Regions from separate parts of the Sus scrofa genome. Here region 2 is linked to region 1. A link is a contact called in public Hi-C data. All regions are on one chromosome and are shown on one strand. The core of a region is the stretch at or near the end of the contact, and the rest is flanking DNA. Distances in the headings are between cores, read along the strand shown.

Region 1 (5,686 bases), core at 1,346-3,845:
ACCCCTAGCCTGGGAACCTCCATATGCCCTAAAAAGCAAAAAAAAAAAAAAAAAAAAGCAAACTTTTTTTTAACCTGCAAATCCATATTCCAAGACCAACTATTAAATCTACAAACAGAAAGAAAACAAGTTCTACTGGCATTAGTATAGCAAACTTAAATTTGGAAGTAACCAGACATCAGCCATCTTTTTTAGATTCATATGAAACTGCTAAATAAAGAAACAGACCCTTCCTTACATTATCAGTTCAAAATGTCTTGCCTCAGCCGAGATGGGCCTGAAGCATTCCAGAGTAGTTTACCTACTGAGTTATAAACACGACCATTCCATTTCAGCATAGGTTACACGTGGAACAAGTTTCATATGTGTTTATAAATACTTTGATTGTGAAATATATACTTTAAAAATTGTAATCTTAATTTTTCACATCACAACGGAATAGTCTCCAGATGCAGAAAATACACAGCAAACACTGCTGGCCTCCATGCAATCAAGCGTCAGTTTTGTTCACCAGTTGGACATTAAACTTTGAAAGAATTCTCACACCCCCGGGGGTGACATTAATTTGGAAAGAAGTACAATGAGAAAAGAATGCATTTCTTTAAAACTCTTTGCTCAAAGAAGTATCTCCTTTTGTCCGCAATTGTTTTTTCTTTAAAGAGAAAGTTTACTAGCGTTCTGTTTCAACCAAAAGAAAAAACGAGTATTTTTCAAGGACGTTTAGAGTCTCTCACAGGTTTTTACAACAAAAAAACAACCAGTCACAAGAAGATGAAAAACGGAATTCAGAAAGAGAACCTGACACAATAACTCCACCAAAAAGTGGCAAATTTTCTCCACCAAGTGAAATGACAAATTTTACATATGACTTTCTACTCCAAGCTTATCTAAATGCCAGGACTCATGAAGAATATTTCAACAAATATAAAAAGACAAATATAACACCCCCCCCAAAAAAAAAACACCTTAAAGGTGGGTCACTAACTTTTGTAAAAGTCATCAAATGACTCAGAACATGAAATTTGGAAAGAACTGTATACATCAAGATCAGCTCCCACAATGTTACAAACCTTAACTTTGATAGTAGTTTTCAGCATTGCTCTATCAAACGCAGAAAACTTTTCATTGGCCTAAGAAAAATGATAAAATCTTTAGGTGACCTATTCTGGGTCCTTCCCTCACTTTCAAGAACTTTCTTAAATTATGCAATAACCACCCTAGCACTATTAATTTACACAGAATCTTTACCAAGAACACAAAATAACTGGCAGTGGTTATCTTTATTATTTCACAAAACATTCCTGGGCAAATTAAGAGTCAGAAATAATCTACTACATGTTACACATGGGAAATTTTAAAAGCAAGGAGTGACCTGCAATTACCCAGTGAGGCAGTGATGGGCTGAAACGGATTCCCCCATTCCTGACTCCTAACCTTTTGCTCCTGGTATTTGGTGGTACCTCTAAATCTTTAAACACTCAAAAGTATTACAAGTGCAAACATCTCACAAATACTTTCTCAGAAGCAATCTCCCATTCACTTTCACTTGACTAAGTTCTACATTTCTTAGCTTTATATAGGGAAAAAGAAAAAAGAAAAAAATTAGATACTAATAGTCCAATCTAGTTAAGTCTACAGCTTGGAGGTAATAATAATACTTGACAGTTATTAAGTCCTTTGAGTGGTTTACTTTGAACATTAAATGATCATTCTTCAAAGGTGCTTCATTAGCACCGTAGGCAGCATGTCAGTCTCATAAATATGCTTCAAGGAATAGTGACAAGTAGCACAAGTTTCATCTATCTCAATATTATTAAATTACTTTTAGTCACAGTTAGCTACAACCTAAATAAAGAAAATTTAATTTTATCAGAATATATTCCCTGAAATAAAACTATCTCTAACTTAAAAGAATTCTAGAGCTCTAAAAGGCCTCGAAGATCATCAAACTCTTTCAATGTACAGATTTCAAATTCGCCTCTTGACTTAATTTGGGAATTTAAATTAAGTGCTAAACAGAAGCAATTGTGGAGGGAGGACTTAAGCATATGGAAAAGGAAAAAACAGATGTACACATACCATAAAGAGCCCTGGTTACATTTAATTTCCAGCAACGCCAATAGCTGGGGGCGTGGGGGAGGGGAGAGGGTGTTAATGTCGGTGATATTCTTTGAACTGGGTCCAACAGAGTTTCTAAGACAGCCTAATTTTTAAGGAAAACATTCCTTCCCCCAGCCAGCAATTGCAAACGTCTTCCTTTGTTTAACTGGCATCAGAATCTATACGTGCTTGCTATAATTTTTTTCTTTTACCTTCTAATTGACCATATGAGATTACCAACAGAAAAGGAAAATTCTAACTAGCCCTAAAGATGATACTATGTGGTAGAAGCTGAAAAAATGTAGTAAATCATCTCTATATGCTAAAATGAAAAGACCTCCAAGATAAGTGGAGAATCTAGAAAGCAAGTTTGCCCAATGAGAGGCAATACATATGATATTTTTGAGGGGGGGGAAGCGCACGCACACACAGCACTATATGTCTTTCACAAGCCTACTTATCTACCCATATGTCTATCTCTAAGGCAATGCACAAAAAAAGCTCTGCTGTGAAGGATAGATATCAAACTGAAAACAGTCAACAATTTCTGGGGTTGGAGGGGAGGCAACTGGGATTGGGGATGATGGCAGTCAAGAAAGAGTATTCTGTGTGCATGGGGCAAGGAACAGTATGATCAAAAGTACAAGGAGATGGCAAGCCAGGAAACTAATGAGGAAGCTGGTGGGACAAGTGTAAATGTCTCTGTGTATTTGGAAATGGGGGTGAGAGGATGTGGCAAAAAATGAGGTGAGAATAAGTAGATTGGGGCCAGATTACGAAACATTTTGTGACAAGCTAAGAAGTTTTTAGAATTTATCCCTTAAATGTAATGGGAGCCCATCAAAAGTTTTCAAGCCAGAGAATGATGTGATTAGTTCTGTCTTTAAAGAAAGAGATTTGACAGCAGTATGGAGGATGGACCGGAAAATAGCCTGAAAGTAGATAAGCAGCTCTCCTAAGAATTGAAATGAAAGATGAAAAGGGCCTAAACAGGGCAATGAGAATGGAGAAAAGGAAACAAACATATTCAAAAGCAATTTTGGAGATAGGAGAGACAGGACTTGTTGACAGATTGGTTGGGGAACCTAAAAGAACATAAGGACTCAAGATGGATGTGAGGTTTCTGGCTGAGCGGATGGGGAGCCATTAAAGAAGACAGAGAATACTGGAAGGGAGGGGGTGTTTAGAGAGTGTGGAAAAATGAGATTGGGATTTGTTGAATTACATGCTGGCCTATCAACTAACTCTTAGTACGCTGCAAAAGGATAAGGATCTTGTTTGCTAATTGTCTCCACTGCACCTAGTGCAATGCCATGTGCATTTAATTCCAGTTTGTGAGGATGGGGCTAATGCTAAGCTCTCCCAGGATAATTGAGACTTGACAATATTTAAGATATCTCTTCAAAAGGCCTGTGTGGAAAGGAAATATGAGACAAGGTGGTTTGTTTTACTTTCCTGTCAAATTTCTGCTTTAGTGGCTTCCAAAATAAATTTCCAATAATAATAGGGCTTTTAACAAGAGGGTCTATTATGAAGAGCAGCCTGCGGCGACCCGAATACCTCTCGGGACTTCACATTCTACACATTCCAGTAATCAAGTCACATCACCTTTAATTCTCTTTCTTGTTCAGGAACCTGTACTACCACTTAAGATTCTAAAACCTGCCACACCCAACAGTCAAACATAATCAGAGCCATTTAAACAATTTGGGAAAAAAAAAAAAAACAAAAAAAAAACACGCTGTTTTATTTGGAAAACCTGAAGGGGGGAGATACTAAAAAAAAAAAAAAAAACAAACAAAAAAAAAAAAAACCACCATTTGTTCTGGTTAATATTGTGCAATGTTTTCTGGGGTTTGTGAAATCATAACTAAATAAATCAACTCCGGCAACACAAAGAAACAATATTCCCTTCCTCCTTGGACGCCTGAAGGAAAAAACGGCATCTTCTCCACAATGTGCACACACTCTGGAGCTGTTTTGTTTTTAATCCTTTGCCAAGTCAAGTTTTAGTTTTATTTTAATCTCACTAACCACAGTAAATTCCAAATCCTTGACAAGTAAATGCTTTCTTCCTCACCAAAATCCCACTCACTTTCCTTTCTAACTCCTGGAACGTAAGAGTTCAATAAAAGCCTGCACCGCTGATCTTTTTTCATGAGGAAGAAAACAAAAACACTATAAATTAAGTGTATTTCCTGACATTTACAAGATAGTCTACATGTGAAGTAAGTTAAGATAAAATTGCATCTTTCCTGCCCATCATTTAAAAATATATATTCACATGTGCTATAAGAGGAAAGATTAGCATAGGAAGTCAGAAGATCTGGGTTCAAGTCTCATTCATTTCAGTGGGCTGTGTAATGTTACTTAAGCAACTTAAATTTGGTTTCCTTAGATCTAAAAGTTAGGGAAATAGATGAGATAGTTTTTTAGAGGCCCTTCCCTTTCACTTTAAATTTCTTAAGATATGGCTATTACTTGACTTTTCTTTTTTGAACACATGGAGAACAGTCAGTCACTCAAAAAAAAAAAAAAAAATTCCTAAGGAAAAAAAACTAATTTTTCTGGTAAAATGAAATAAACCTTAGATATTACCTAATCTGTACAGCTTTGAAACTGTATTCCAAGAGTTATAAATTGTTTTATTTATTGGAAAGGTTCTACAGTTTAAAGAGAAAGATGGGAAACACTAATCTAATCCAACTCAGTAATTAGAAGATGAAGAAACTGAGATCAGGATTGGAAGGAGAAATATGTCACAGCCATAAAATACTGGGAGCTGTTAAACATCACAGCAAGAGGAAAATGGTCATGATAAATTTTAAAAGAAATGAGGATTTTAAACCGTGTATTTGAAAAACTGTATAGGTGTAAATCCATTTTTCAGGGTAGTAAGTTCATTGCATCATTTGCACTAAAAGAGTCTAACAATATTCAAATAATACAAAATATGTAACAAAAAAAGTCACAAATGATCCAAAATCTCACCATTGAGAAATATTCAGTATTAACATTCAGTGACTGTCACTTCAGACAACTACTCATAATACGGATGGATAAATGAACAAAATAAATGTATTATTTCTGGGATAGGAGTGTATTCACTTTAAAAATAAAAATATATCAATTTTCATTTTATTTGAAAATAACAGAAGCTGAAATGAAACTGAAGAAATTTTAAACCTTAAATAACTGTTTCTTCACTCAGAAAGAATAACTATAAAAAACCCAAGTTTAACAAAAATGATAAAATCATAGAGGAGATTAATATTACTTTAAAACTATTTTAAATTTTAGACTACACTGAATTGTTGCTATGAAAGATAAGGTGATTAAAAATTTCCATTTCCCTTCCACCTACCTCCCAATTTTATTTCACCATGATGTATAATGTTCACACTGTACTGTTACCATAGTTTCTATAGTTTCTAAATCTTATTTATACATAAATGTATTTATATTCAAAACCATTTTTTATTTTGATTCATCTCTTCATTGGCTAAATTTTAACAAGTAGGTTTTTCCAGGAAGATCTCAGAGATGCTGTAATCTCTGGGTTCTCTCACATTTGAAGATTATAATA
Region 2 (5,856 bases), core at 111-2,610, 81 kb before region 1:
AAGCTTTTAAAGGGTAACTGCTTTACCATGATGATGAAGAAAAGGAAAGAGCATTCCTTCAATTTTTACTATGGTTTCATTGATGAAGAAGTTTATTATCTAGTTGGGGAAAAATAACTTCCACAACAACATGATTTCATCTATATGATACTACCTGTAGGGGCAGGATAGAGAAAAGAAACACTCTGGTAAACTGCAATAAGAAACATGGGAGTTCCCATTGTGGCACAGCAGAAACGACTCCAACCGGTATCCATAAGGATGCAGGTTCGAGCCCTGGCCTCGCTCAGTGGGTCGGGGATCCAGTGTGGTGTAGATCACAGATGTGGCTTGGATCCCACGTATCTGTGGCCGTGGCAGTCTGCAGCTGTAGCTCCATTTCGACCCCTCGCCTGGGAACTTCCATATGCCGCAAGTGTAGGCCAAAAAACAAAAAAGTAAAAAATAATAAATAAACAAACACATACATACATACATAAAACACTTAACAGAAGAACTAGAGATTTGGATAAATTTTTTTAAAAGAAGTAAGGATTTTCTAGACCTGTGAAAAATACAATGAAAGAGATTCAGGCTACACTGCAAAGGATGGTTCATGTGGGAATGAGAAATTAAAGTGCCCAGGAGGGTGGCCAGATTAGAGAGACATGAAGGCCAAGCTGAGAATTGAGGCCTGATGCTCAAGGCGTCCTTGAGCAAAGGAATGACAGGAGAGAAGTGTTTTAGAAAAAGGAATCTGGAGGTGGTATGCAAGAGGGTGAGTAGTGAGGGAAGAAGCCAAAGGGCTGGGCAGGAGGCTGCTGGAGGAATGAAGGCCCAGATTACTCTCTTGCCAACCATGACAGATACACAGGAGCAAACCCAACAGATACTCCAAAGGACTGTTGGGAACCAAAGTCTTAACGGCAAGTATAACATCTCCAAGTCTTAACAGCAATTCCAAGGAAACCTTGGGCTCTAGGAGCTACAATCACTTGGGCCAGCAAATCTGGAGTTTCCCGTAATCTAGGTGAAGGAAAGGGCAAGGAGTGACACAAGGAAAGATGGAGAGGCTGGCGTGTTGTGAGAGGATCAGGGGCACCTGATGGGACAAGTATCCTGGAACAAGCATCAGTGCAGCTCTGTGCACTCTGACTGGTCCTGACACCTTAGAGGGAAGGGGAGCCTGGCCCACGATCTACGGAGCAGCTCTATCAGGTCAAAATGTCCAAGTTACTGTTGCCTTGATTCCATTCTAACATATAAGCTCCACGCAGGCTGACCTTACCTTTCTGTTAAATGTATAAAGAATGTTTCCTATGTAGCTATCTCCACACTATAAAATTCAGTTACTCCCTTATTTACTTCACCCAGGCTTTAGAGGAGTGAACACCCAACAAATATGTCCATATCATTTTCAAAGCAGCCTTTCTTCTGATAAGACTTTTTCAGTTTAGAACTTAATCACACACTAAAAACACGGCAGATAAGACATTTAAAAATGTAAAAAAAGTTTCATCCTTTAAAGAGGAACGCTCCCTTTTCCTTCCCTCCAAAAGAAACCTCAAAAAGACAGAGAAAAAGAACATATATGAGAAATGACTAGCATTCTTTCCTCTTGTCTGCATTCTCTCCATACAGTGAAGCCCACTTAAAGAAGCAGACTCATTTACAGACTTTCCCTGAAACACAACCTCAAGGCATAATAAATCTATCCTTTTATATATATATATATATATATATACATATATATACACACACACACACACACACATACACACACATACACACATACACACACACACACATATATATATATGGTTGTTGTTTGTTTTGTTTTGTTTTTTCAGGGCCACACCCGCAGCATATAGAAGTTCCCAGGCTAGGGGTCCAATCGGAGCTACAGCTGCCAGTCTACGCCACAGCCACAGCAATGCAAGATCTGAGCGGCGTCTGCGAACTACACCACAGCTCATGGCAACACCAGGTCCTTAACCCGCTTGGCGAGGCCAGGGATTGAACCCTCATCCTCAGGGTTCCTAGTCAGATTCATTTCTGCTGTGCCACAACGAGATTACCTATCCTCATAATGGTGATGAAAGGACATACTATTTGTAAACTATTAACACAGTGCCTGGCCTGGGACACTGTAATTACTCAGAATGAGAACGACAAAAAATATAGTGGTCAATAAAACCAATAGCAGGCTAAGATGGTGTTTATTCAACAGGGGCAAAGGACCTAAATGACGTTTGCCACGGAAGATATTTGAATGGCCAACGGATACACGAAAAGATGCTCAATATCACTCATCATCAGGAAAATGCAAATTAAAACCACACCACAATGAGGGATCACCTCACACCAGACAAGAGGTAACGAGTGCTGAAGACAAGTAAACTTTACCACTGTTGGTGGGGATGTAAATGTAGCCACCAGGGAAAACACCATAGAGGCTCCTGAAAAATTAAAATAGAGCTGCCAAGCAGTTTCCACTGTGGCTCAACAGTAACAAAACCACTTGCATCCATGAGGAGGATCCGACTAGTGTGATCCCTGGCCCACTCAGTGGGCTAAGGATCTGACGTTGCTATGAGCTGTGGTGTAAGTCCTAGATTTAGCTCAGATCCCGTGTTGTTGTGGTTGTGACGTAGGCCGGTAGCTGCAGAACTGATTCAAACCCTAGCCTGGGAACTTCCATATGCCACCAAGTATAGCCATAAAAAGTTTTTTTAAAAAAAAAAGAGAGAGAGAGAGAGCTGCATGCTGCCATATGATTCAGAAATTATACTTCTAGGTGGAATGAAATCATTATCTCAAAGAGATAACTGTATCACCAAGTTCACTCAGCATTATTTATAATAGCCAAAATATGGAAATAACCTAAGCATCCATCAATGAATGAATGGATAAAGAAAATATGATTGATACACACACACACGTAGGAATAGTATTCAGCCATTTAAAAAAAAAAAAAAAAAAAAAAAAGGAAGTCCTACCATTTACAGCAACATGGAAACATGGATGGACCTTAAGGGCATTATACTAGGTGAACTGAGTCAGCAAAAGACAAATTCTGTAAGATATCATTCATATGTAGAATCTAAACAAACAAACAAAAAATATATAGAAACAGAACCGACTAGTGGCTGCCAGGGCTGGGCAAGTGGAAGGAGTGAATATGGTTAAAGGGTACCAGCTTCCAGTTTTAAGATGAATACGATCTGAGCATGTAATGTACAATCTGATGAGTATAGTTAACAATTATGTATTTTATATTTGAAAGTTCCTATGAGAATAGATCTTAAAAGTTCTCACTGCAAAACCAAACCAAAAAACCCACCTATCTGAAGTGATGAATGTATTAACTAACCTTATCATGGTAACATTTTGCAATACATTTATGAAACCATTAAACTGTACACTTTAAACTTACACAATGTTATAGTAATTAAAGTTCAATAAAGATAGAAAAAATAAATTGCATTAAATAGGATCCCCTCCCACTGGGGCACAAGGGATCAGCAGCATCTTCGGAGCACTGAGACATGGGTTCAATCCCTGGCCCAGCACACTGGTTAGGGATCTGGCATTGCCCCAGCTGCAGTTTAGGTCATGGCTATGGCTCGGATCTGAACCCTGGCTCAGGAGCCCCATGTGCCGCAAGGTGGCCAAAAATGAAAAAACAAACAAACAAACAAACAAAAAAACTGCATTAATAAAGTCAAGCAACCATGAAAAGAAGTTGAGTCTATCTCTGAATGGTTGTGCTCTTCTTTATTTTTCTCGTTCTTTTCAAATTTGTCACAATAGACACATTTCTTTTATAATCTTAATGCGAAAAAAGCTAGTATTAACAGGAATTCTTCTGTGGAAGTAGAAATTTACTTCTCCTTCCTCTGGCAAGTAGAGACTGATAGAATTTTGTCTTCTCCCTCCATTGAATGACTTGGCTTCCTTAACCACAAGACTGAACCTCTTCTCATAAATTTTATTTTCCTTCTACTTGTTCCCACCACTTCTTTGCAAGTTGTCTACCTGCTATTCTGCTGCATTCTGATCTTAAAGAATAAAACTTTTATATGTACTATATATAAAATAGATAAACAAGAACCTATGGTACAGCACAAGAAATTGGACCACAGCATAATTCTGATTTGTAGAGAAATATCAATAACTAATCCCATTTTATACTAAAAACCACGAAGTCTGTAGATAACTTTAAAGGTTTTTTTAGAAACAACATTCCAGGAGTTCCCGTCGTGGCGCAGTGGTTAACGAATCCGACTAGGAACCATGAGGTTGCGGGTTCGGTCCCTGGCCTTGCTCAGTAGGTTAACAATCCAGCGTTGCCGTGAGCTGTGGTGTAGGTTGCAGACATGGCTCGGATCCCGTGTTGCTGTGGCTCTGGTGTAGGCCGGGGGCTACAGCTCTGATTGGACCCCTAGCCTGGGAATCTCCACATGCCATGGGAGCAGCCCAAGAAATAGCAAAAAAAAAAAAAAAAACAATATTCCAAAGGGTTATAAGATGAAAAAGCTACTCCACAGAACCTTTTTTTCTACAATAAGATACAGTATCCTGCAATTTCCATAGGCGGAGGACAGGTCTGCTGGTAGTGCTGCTGCTAAATCAAAGCAGAAAAAACTGAGAAGAATTGAGAAAAGAATTAAAATATTTAAATTTTTAAAATCTAATAATTTTAGGAGTTGTCTTGTGGCTCAGTGGGTTAGTGGGCATTGTCACCACAACAGCAAGGGTTGCTGCTGTGGCAAGGATTCAACCCCAGGCCCAGGAACTTCCTCAGGTGGTGGGAGCGGACAGAAAAAAAAGAAGAAAAAAAATCGCGTAATTTTAAACCCTTAACAAATCTATAAGGCTTTTCTTTTTAAGCAGTTAAATCATCATTCACAAGAGCTTCTGTATCTTGCTGTTATAGGCTGAATGTCTTCCTCCAAAATTCATATGTTAAAGCCCTATCTTTCCCCCCTCCCCTCTCCTCAATCAGATGATATTTGGAGGTAAGGCATCTGGGAGGTAATTAGGTTTAGATTAAGTCAAGAAGGTGGGATCCTCATGATGGGATTCATGCCCTTATGAGAAGAGGAACACAAGAGGTCTTGCCCTCTCTCCACACACAAGCACTGGGGAAAGGCCAGATGAATACAGAGCAAGAAGGCAGCTGTCTACAAGCTAGGAAAAGAGCCCTCACCAAGAAATGAATCTGCAGGTACCTAGATCTTGGACTTCTCAGCATCCAGAAATATAAGAAATAAATATCTGTTGTCTAAGCCACTCAGTCTATGGTATGTTATTACAGCTACCTGAGCTAAATGAGATACACTCTTTTCTCCTATCCCATATTACACCTGCGCTTGTTCTCCAGTCACTAACTAATACCTACTATAGAACAGGAGTCAATAGAGAGATCAAGCATTTTCACTTTGTTTCACATACTTATGCATGAGAATGCTTTGCTTCTTGATTTTAACTTCAAATGCAGATGTGCAGAACATTTCATGCTTCTCTCTAAAAAAAGCCCAACTTGTAAAACCTAAATTACTTCTTATGTGATCCTCACTGGTTTTTGTTTCCTACGGTTAATGGATTTTTGGCAGAAGGTCTTGTTCATGACTCCTGGATAATATATTAAGATACAGAATTAATTTACCTTCCCTCATACTCAAAATTAACTGAACTAGGGGTTCCTGCTGTGGCAAAGTGGGTTAAAGATCTGACTGCCGTGGCTCAAGTCACTGAAGAGGCTCAGGTTTGAACCCAAGCCTGGTGCAGAGGATCAAAGGATCTGACCTTGCCACAGCTGCAGCTTGGATTCATCCCGGGCCCAGGAATTTCCAGATGCCACAGGTACAGCCA

What was found. Hi-C and Micro-C count contacts between places; a contact is called where the count stands out from the background.
Region 2: a Hi-C map of fetal liver shows a contact between it and region 1, with 1.9 times the contacts expected there. The contact joins two enhancer-like sites. A contact is called at or near these places in 3 of 47 Hi-C or Micro-C datasets (embryonic fibroblasts, fetal heart ventricle and fetal liver).

What each region holds. Positions count from the first base shown.
Region 1 is chr7:91,696,975-91,702,660 of Sscrofa11.1, reverse strand. All of the region lies in intron 8 of RAD51B (DNA repair protein RAD51 homolog 2), which reads right to left. Among named protein-coding and RNA genes, the nearest start is that of RAD51B, 110 kb to the right of the region's middle. Within about 2 kb of position 2,595, at least 6 of the 83 cell types and tissues checked have an H3K27ac peak or open chromatin away from gene starts, as enhancers often do. A contact at or near this core is called in fetal liver, where this site is marked.
Region 2 is chr7:91,776,650-91,782,505 of Sscrofa11.1, reverse strand. The region is part of intron 8 of RAD51B (DNA repair protein RAD51 homolog 2); the gene reads right to left. Among named protein-coding and RNA genes, the nearest start is that of RAD51B, 190 kb to the right of the region's middle. Within about 2 kb of position 1,360, at least 2 of the 83 cell types and tissues checked have an H3K27ac peak or open chromatin away from gene starts, as enhancers often do. A contact at or near this core is called in fetal liver, where this site is marked.